3 separate regions of the Mus musculus genome follow, and regions 2 and 3 are each linked to region 1. The links are chromatin contacts, called in public promoter capture Hi-C maps. All regions are on one chromosome and are shown on one strand. Each heading gives the region's core, a stretch centred on a gene start, on an enhancer-like site or on the middle of the called end of the contact. The rest is flanking DNA. Distances are from core to core; before and after follow the strand shown. Region 1 holds the start of Schip1 (schwannomin interacting protein 1). Region 2 overlaps Iqschfp (Iqcj and Schip1 fusion protein). Region 3 holds the start of Mfsd1 (major facilitator superfamily domain containing 1).

Region 1 (2,700 bases), core at 11-2,510:
GAAGAGTTAAGATGAATGGCAATTCAGCTGAAATTAATATATAATAGAAAGAAATATCTATGCTTGATGTTTTCAAATATAAGAACCATCAAGAGAAGTGAGTTTTATATCATAATAACATTAAAAGAGTGTCGTTATACTTTAAAGTAAAGGGTTTAGCATATGTGTCTGAAACTATATTTAACTGGCCTGAAAAAATTTTTTTCTTTAATTATGTTTTAAATGGCCCTATGTTCTCCTACACAGAATATGTGCTGGGGTCGTTATTGGCAGCAATTAAGAGGATCTTCTCCCTTGGTTGTGTGAGGTTGTAATATACAGTTCTCCAGGGGTGTACGGATGATTTGTAAGGGTGGCTAAAGAATGATTGGGGGGGGGACGACAATAAATTTGTTGTTTTTGAATTTTTAATTTAAACAGTTAAGTTGGAAGTTTTGAAACTAAATAAATATATCTAGTGATACTAAGATAGCAATTTCAATAGCCCATATCTAATCATGTTATTTTAAGAAGCTGCTTATAACCTCCATCAGTTCCGCTGTATGTATTTGATGCAAATAAATGCCAGCGCTTTAAGTCACAATTGTCACCTGTGTGTCTGAACATTAGGACAGCTAAGTGCTCTTTTGGAATGGAAATTATGATCTGTGGTCTAAGAGTTTAACTGCTCTTCAGGTTAGTGACCAATCAGAAACCCCCTTTCAGCCCCTTCTGATTACAAAGAGCAACAAACTGCACATTTGAAACTATCTATGTATGTTTATAAAATGATAGTTCCAAAACATCTGGATTGTATATTTTCAGTGTAGTTAATTTGTGTTGGAGTTTTAACTTTCAACATTCTCAAAATTCAAAGTACAGACATTCACATCATAGAATGCAATATTTTCTTTAAATGAGCATATTAGCTCTTTCTAAAATAACATTTACCTGGTTGTCTCTAAACTTTAAAATGCAGTGAAGAACCTATCTTTTATAGTGTCTGTTTTATTAGACTTGGGGGTTACTGTTCCCATATGTCTATGGTATACAAGACTGGATGTGGAAAACTTACTCTGTCAGCTTGCTTGCCTGGGTCGCAGTCCCACGCGGCCCTTACGCGCTGCTCAGACCTCTCCATGGTGCTGAAGAGCTACCCTCGTCCATTTGAGAAGGAAGAGCGGTTCACTGAAACCGCCTTGGAAAGGAATCCATAGAGAGCCACTTTGTTAGCAGGTAAAGTTACCTAGAGAGTTTCTACAGCGCATGCCGCGAGGTGTGATGTCTCCCCTTTAGTTAACAACCCCGGCAGCTTAAAGCAAATCTTGGAGCATAAATCTTCAAAACTGAAGGAAAAATGTAAGTTTCCCAAGAGAAGAAACTGCCTGGTTTTTGTCTGCGTTGTTCAAATAGGGGGAATAAACATACAAAGATGACCAGGCTCCTTGGAGAACAGAGAAGTCCAAAGAGAGAACCTCTTGATCTTTATGAAGAGAACAATTCCCCTCTAATATGAAGCACTTGATTCACCTAATCTTCATTAACTTAAAAAATATATGAAAATAAAGCTGAAAACTCCACAAGGCTCCATTGTGGAATTCCACGATACACACTGTGCAAGCAGCTCTGCCTCCCTCTCGTCCCGGCTTCTGTCTGCTGAAGATTCTCACAGCAAATATCAGCAGACTCTTCTGCTTCTCGTAGGTTACCTCTTTCTGAGGCTGGAATGTATAAAGAGCCACATGACACCCAGTGATGTCATCTTGAAAGCAGGTCACAGTTGCTGCCGTATGTAGATGAAATCCTTCTATTAAGTATTTAGCATAATGATTTTCTTGAAAATCTATTTGCATCAAATAACTTGGTCTTCCACCAATACGGTTAACCCTATCAACAGAATGCCTCAAAGAGGTCGATTCCCAGCTCACACGCGAAGCCGTCTCGGGGTGAGCTGGGATGAGCTTCTGGTGTGCCTCAGGAGATGTGTCATTATGATCAACTCATGAAGAGTGTGAAGCCCCTTCTCTGCTCCCCAGGAGCTGCCGTAGAAACGAGAATGATTTCTTCAGACATGGAATCTACTTCGAAAACAACTCAGAATTTTTAGCACGTTAAAAAAAAATGTAATCTTCTAAAAATCAGATCACCATGACTGAGAAATAAAAGCTCAAGCAACTCCCTTCAACTCCTAACACTATTTTATTTAATGGGATAAAACATTTCAAAAGCATCAAAAACTTACTACTTCTGAAAAGATTTGAATTGTATTTTCAAAAAGTTGGTAGGGAGCTTTCTTTAATTATTCACAGATGTTTTAAATACAGAATGAAGAAATAGTTAAAATGTTAACGATATATTCTAAATAAGCCACTGTAAAAGATAACATACAGGTACAGTTTTAAGGAACTTAGGATGAGAGTGTCCAGTTTTATTCTATACAGCATGCTTCTCTTTTATTTCTAGTTAGTCACATAGCCTAATTAAAGATTTTTTTTTTCAGTCATGATTGGCAAAACTTCCCCATGCGTGAACTCAGTAGGTTATAAGAGGGGGAGCATGCATGACAGGGTAAGTGAAAGGCGGGGGAAGGGAAGAATTGCAGAGGAGGGAATGGAGGGGGATACGGTCAAAACACTTTAAACACGCTTATAAAATTATCAATCAAAAAGTTGTCACAAAAGTTCGTGTTAGTACAACACTGAAATAACTAATATATCAAAT
Region 2 (2,700 bases), core at 172-2,671, 340 kb before region 1:
TCACCACAGCATTTGGAATCTTTACCCCAAGCCCAGGGACATGCCAATGCAGAACAGCTATGAAGATGGTTTCTTGGTAGTTTATTGATAATACCATGCCTGGTGCTGTCGAGACGACCCAGTAAGAAAAGTGCTGGCTCTTCAATCTTAAGGAGTGGCTTTGGTACCCAGGATCCACATAACAACTAGGGACATTCAGCATGTCTGAAGCCTCAGCACTGTGAGACAGAGACAGGCAGATGCCAGGAACCCATTCGTTAGCCATTTACGCCATCAGCGATCTTCAGGTTCACCGAGAGGCCTTGTCTAAACATAAAGAGGGGGAGCTATGGAAGAAAACACCTGATGTCAACCTCTGATCCCACATTCATATACACACAGGTCCATGCATGACTGCACATACCCACCCAATCACCCACCCACCTGCTTCCACCTACCCACAAAGACCAAAAAGGAAATAAAAAAGTAATATGCCTGAAGTCTGATCAAACAAAATTTACATCCCAAATCTAGTTGAAACTTATTTAGTATGGGGGCTGGAGAGATGGCTCAGCAGTTATGGCTAAGAGCATTGGCAGTTGTAGAGTACACTGGCTCAGTCAGTGAGATGGGAAGACTTTAAGAAGAACAGTCTTTATGATATCAGGTAGACACCCAAGTAGAAGCTGGGTGTATAGATCCAGAATTGGGCAGAAAGTTTCACTAAAGACCTCTATTTGGAGGTGGGTGGAGTTAAAGCTTAAAGATTGGACTAAGTTTCCCAAGGAAGGAGTCAGATGAGGACAGTGTCGGGGACAGAGCTGGGGACAGCTCAGCTTATAAGAGGCAAGTAGGTGATGACAAGGAGAGGCAGAGCTTTTTGCAGTAGAATTGTGGGAGCCTGAAACAGCATCAGTCCCTCCTCCATTCCTCAGAACTGAACATTCACAAGACTACACACACACACACACACACACACACACACACACACACACACACACACACACATGCACAGGAATCTCTCCACACACATGTGTGCACACATATGTAAATGCACACATATGTAAATATACACACATGCATGTGTATATAATGCTATATGAGATTTGCATTTTAAGATTGTATAGCCAGTAGAATCTGTGTGTGTGATGATGATGATGATGATGTGTGTGTGTGAGATGGTGTGTGTGTCAATGTTCATATTTCTCAAACATTCAACTTGCTCTTCAGCATCATATTTGGAAATGACTCCACAGTATAGGGACCTGTCTATTATGGATATAGAATGGGCTAGGTGATCGAGCCGAGTGCCCCTGCTAGTTCTGTGTCTTAGATGGGACTGGAACTGCAGATCCCTTTCTGAGCTCCTGCTCACCTCCTCCTCGCATTGGCAGGCAGTTCGCAGCCCTTTCTAGTGGGAGGAAGTGAGCCAGGCTCTGCTATTGAAACATTTGCCAGACTTCATGGCATTAGCCCATAAGCCTCTGCTTCTGCCAGAACAATGCTGGACCCAAAGCAGCCTTTACTATGACCTCAGAAGCTTCATAGCTGTAAGCCAATGCAAAGGGCTTCATGCAGATAATGGCATCCTTGGTTCCAAGCATCCTATGTTCCAATTTCTGTCTCCTGAAGAACAAACATATCACCATAGCAACCACATTCATGTACTGCACAACTGAGTGCCCCTCAGATCCATCCAGTTGCCTCTTCCCTATGGATGGCACTTATTAATTCAACATCAGACCTAACAATTAGCTTGTCTTCAGGAAGCTAATAGCTCTGATTCCCACTGCTGCACCTATGCCTAGGAGCTTCTGGGTGCTTACCACTGCTTCCCAGCAAGTGAAATGACATTCAGGCAGCAGGAAATGTCTGCCAATAAAATAAAAATCTAAACTGGTTGCCTTTTATTATCACTGAAATTATTCTCTCCACTTGACACAGATTTATTGGTCAGTTTAGACTGTGTGACAGATTTGGTTGTAGTCACACGAAGCGTGACTAACAGCCTTAGCTACATGCCTATAAACGGAGTATGATGTGCCCAGACATTATCACCATCTAATAATATCTGTAGGCTAATTATATAAAGGCTAGAGGAAATGGACACACCAGTAGCTGTGGCATGTGTGCAAATGGGGCCGTAGATGTGCTCTGGTGGCTGATTTGGGCTTCCAGGTGAAGCTTGGACATTTGAGGAAGGGTCACTGGTCTGTGTCTCTGTTGGAAGGTGGTCACTTTTGTCTTTTTCCTAGTGATTCAATGTTGCTTTGACACTTATTCCATTGGAACGTATGATTGACGTAACGTTTTTGGCTCTTACTGTGTATAGATTTCTAATGAAAGTGTGATATGCGAGGCAAACCCGTTACCCTTCTACTAATTTCTTTGCTGTGTGTTTTAGGAGAGTGTGTCCTGAAGAGACAACTCTTAACCCAGTTACTATGAATGTGACAGAGTAGTGACATAGTCATGTGTCCCTAAGGGCTCCAAGATGTCACTTGAAAAATGATGCTGTCTGTGGAAGAGGTGGTGTCGGGGAGAGGTAGCCCTGGGAACAGAGGACCAGGCTTAAGGTTCCATGTCTGTCATTGTGCAGCTGTGTAGCTGAGTGGTTTATAAATCCCTATGACCCTCAGTTTCTTTATCTGTGAACCTCACATGATTTTATTATGTGTGTCATGGAGCTAATGAAGGTAACAGCTACTTCACAATGAGCAC
Region 3 (2,730 bases), core at 70-2,569, 480 kb after region 1:
GGATCAAATGAAAACTGGCAATGTCTCCTGGGAGCGGGGAAAGCTGACAGGCTTGAAGAAGCCCCAAGGTAACACTGCCTGTTTCCCCGCTGACTCTGTAAATACACAAAGCTAGCGGTCCAAAGGTGGAGAAGGCAGCTAGCGACAGGGCGGCTCTAGTTTCTCAAACCCAAACTTTCAGCCCAATCTACCTACCAAAAATAAACTGTCAACTTGAGTAGGGACAATTTCTTCAAGTGTTTTGTCTATGCTTACTGGTTATTGATTCTAAACCTAGAAACTTCTCCTTCAGGATTTAACTGCTTATAAGAAATTCAATACCATGGTTGGTTGGTTGGTTGGTTGAGACAAGATCTCACTTTGTAGCCCTGGCTGGCCTCTCTAGCGCACAGACATGTCCCTGTCTTCCAGTACTGAGATTAAAGGGCGCCACCACTATCAGCTCAATACGTTTTAAAGCAAATGAGTACCATCTTCTCAAAAATAAAGAAACCGAAGCCCAAAGTATCTTTTATAAACCAGGTGCATGTATTTCTGAATCTGATCCCCCTGAAACACTCTTTCAAGCCAAGCCAGTTGTTACGAATCCGAACAGTTTCAATGTAAACTAAAAACTGTAACACGGGAGGGAAGGGTGTCTTTAAAAGTAGCTAATGAAAGTGTTTTGCGCCAGATCAGATTTCATAAGTGAAACCAACTTAACAAGTGTGGTCCTGCAAGGCTGTCTCACAGAGGAAAGGTAAGAAAAGACTCCTACTAAGGTGTACTTAGCAGTGAACACTATCCAAAGCGGATCCGAGCTCTAAAAGAATACAAAGGAAAGCACTGGGGAATGGGAGGGGTCGCCTGGGGAGGGAGGAAGAGGGACTTAGTCACGCTCTGAAATTCCCCCAGCAACGTTCTGAAACTCTCGGGAGCACAGCTCTCCGGGAGAAAGATCTGAGTTTCCTTCTCATCTGCGTCCCCAGGGAGGAGCTGCTGAACACCGGGGCTTGGAGGAACAAACGTCACCTCGCTCCAGACACTTGGAAAAAGCGGGCTCCCGAGCCCAGGCAGCAGCGCGAACCCTGGAATCCCTCTATCATCTGCCCCAGCCGAGCCCCGCTCACCGAAGCCAAGGAAGCACATGAGCGACAGCACCACGAGCCGGTGCGCCAGGCGGCTGGGGTCGCAGAGCGCGGACAGAGCGCGAGGGGCGCCATGGACTGCGCTGTCCGCCTCGCGGCGGCCCCCAAGCAGCGCCCGATCTTCCCCATCCTCGTCCTCCATCAGCTTGCAGCCTGGAACGGAGCAGGAAGCAAAGGCAGGGCGGCAGCGGCAGCGGCAGCACTCACGTGATCACGTGTGTTCACGTGACTTGCTCGGGCCACGCCTCTCCGTGCTCACGTGAACGGTTGCTCACGTGGTGGCCGGGCTCCCGTGCTGCCTTTCTGTTCTGCCGATGGGGTATAGATCCGGTCGGGAGTGGGAGTGAGCGACCGGGTTCTCATTAACATCTGATTTAAAACCAGTAGGAAGTGGTGGTGCAGAAGTCGTGGTGGAAGGCTTGACCTGAACCCAGCTCAGTCCTCCCTCCCTCACTTCGCCAACTCTTCATGAAGAGTTGTTAAGTTGACCTGACGGAACAGCATATGATGTACCTGACACTTATGTACTAGAAAAGAGGACAAATTCTCTCACCTCTGAATATGGGTGAGAGAATTTCCTTAGGTGGACAGAAACTAATCATGTGGGTGGATGGATGGTGACTGCAGCTGAAAGAGTTATTGAATTCCTCTGGGTTTTATACGTTTATAATTACACGTTTATACTGATCTTGGAGTAAGAGGAAAGTCGAGTAAAGTAGAAACACGAACATCCTAAATGAGGAGCCATTCAGAGATGTCCAGCAGAGTATAGAGACCACTAGGTTTGTTTTGAGAAGTTTGATTTGGCAGCGCAGCCTTCTACCCCACATTTCTAGGTTTGCCGAGTCTTTGCAGTAGAATTTTGAGTGTAGCAAGGCTAGGTGCTAAATAGCTGTAAAGCGTGCCGCAGAAGTGAAAGTGAGAGGCTCAAAGCTGGAGCTATCGCACCAAGGAGAGATCCAGTGACTAAATGAGGACTTGCTTAAACAATAGCACCTGGGATTTGAAAAAGGAGGAGGACTTTTGAGTGTTTTCTAGACTCCTAGCTTGGGCCCTCCAAAGAGATCCAAATATGGGGGATGGGGAAGCAGAGGGACTGTGTCAGAGAGATACCGTTTGGAATGTTTATGCATAGCCTGCTGTCTACCTTGCATTCCCCTGACTAACACTGTGCAGTTGCCAGCACAGTGGTCATACCCCACCTTGGGCTTAATCTTTCACTCAGCATCAGCTGTACTACAATGAAGGGCCTAGACCATCAGTTTACATTCCTTGGCTTTGTCCACAGTATAGATTACTGTCTTGTGCTGGCTAGTTTTATGTCAACTTGACACAAGCTGAAGTCATCTGAGAGGAGGGAGCCTCAGTTGAGAAAATGCCTCCATGGAATGAACCTGTAGGCAAGGCTGTAGGACATTTTCTTAATTAATGACTGTTGGGGAGGGCCCAGCTACCCTTGGGTTGATAGTCTGAGGTTCTATGAGAAAGCAGGCTGAACAAGTCATGAGGAGCAAGCCAGTAAGCAGCACTGTTCCATGGCCTCTACATCAGCTCCTGCCTCCAGCAGAAGGTTCTGTTTGAGTTCCTGTCCTGACTTCCTTCA

What was found. Promoter capture Hi-C pulls out the DNA fragments that hold promoters and counts their contacts. Capture Hi-C pulls out chosen DNA fragments and counts their contacts.
Region 2: a promoter capture Hi-C map of hippocampal neurons shows a contact between it and region 1, with 7 times the contacts expected there. The contact joins the enhancer-like site here to the promoter of Schip1 in region 1. A contact is called at or near these places in 11 of 39 promoter capture datasets (the 3T3-L1 cell line, cranial neural crest, embryonic stem cells and 3 more), 3 of 484 Hi-C or Micro-C datasets (cortical neurons and embryonic cerebral cortex), 2 of 115 datasets of contacts at active chromatin or transcription factors (embryonic basal ganglia and kidney) and 2 of 9 other capture datasets (embryonic stem cells and pancreatic islet).
Region 3: a promoter capture Hi-C map of pancreatic islet shows a contact between it and region 1, with 3 times the contacts expected there. The contact joins the promoter of Mfsd1 here to the promoter of Schip1 in region 1. A contact is called at or near these places in 6 of 39 promoter capture datasets (the C10 cell line, cranial neural crest, embryonic stem cells and 3 more), 2 of 15 datasets of contacts at CTCF or cohesin (large pre-B cells and pro-B cells), 1 of 484 Hi-C or Micro-C datasets (epidermal suprabasal cells), 15 of 115 datasets of contacts at active chromatin or transcription factors (craniofacial prominence, embryonic basal ganglia, embryonic fibroblasts and 9 more) and 3 of 9 other capture datasets (adipose tissue, embryonic stem cells and pancreatic islet).

What each region holds. Positions count from the first base shown.
Region 1 is chr3:68,063,362-68,066,061 of GRCm38.p6, reverse strand. Schip1 (schwannomin interacting protein 1) reads right to left here and starts at 1,260. Exons shown (of 8, transcript NM_001113421.1): 1 at 1,055-1,260. The coding sequence starts at 1,120. All of the region lies in intron 4 of Iqschfp (Iqcj and Schip1 fusion protein), which reads right to left.
Region 2 is chr3:68,402,847-68,405,546 of GRCm38.p6, reverse strand. The region is part of intron 4 of Iqschfp (Iqcj and Schip1 fusion protein); the gene reads right to left. The region is part of intron 1 of Schip1 (schwannomin interacting protein 1); the gene reads right to left. Among named protein-coding and RNA genes, the nearest start is that of Gm22073, 140 kb to the left of the region's middle. Within about 2 kb of position 1,421, at least 15 of the 459 cell types and tissues checked have an H3K27ac peak or open chromatin away from gene starts, as enhancers often do. A contact at or near this core is called in cortical neurons and hippocampal neurons, where this site is marked.
Region 3 is chr3:67,581,357-67,584,086 of GRCm38.p6, reverse strand. Mfsd1 (major facilitator superfamily domain containing 1) reads right to left here and starts at 1,319. Exons shown (of 16, transcript NM_025813.3): 1 at 1,110-1,319. The coding sequence starts at 1,269.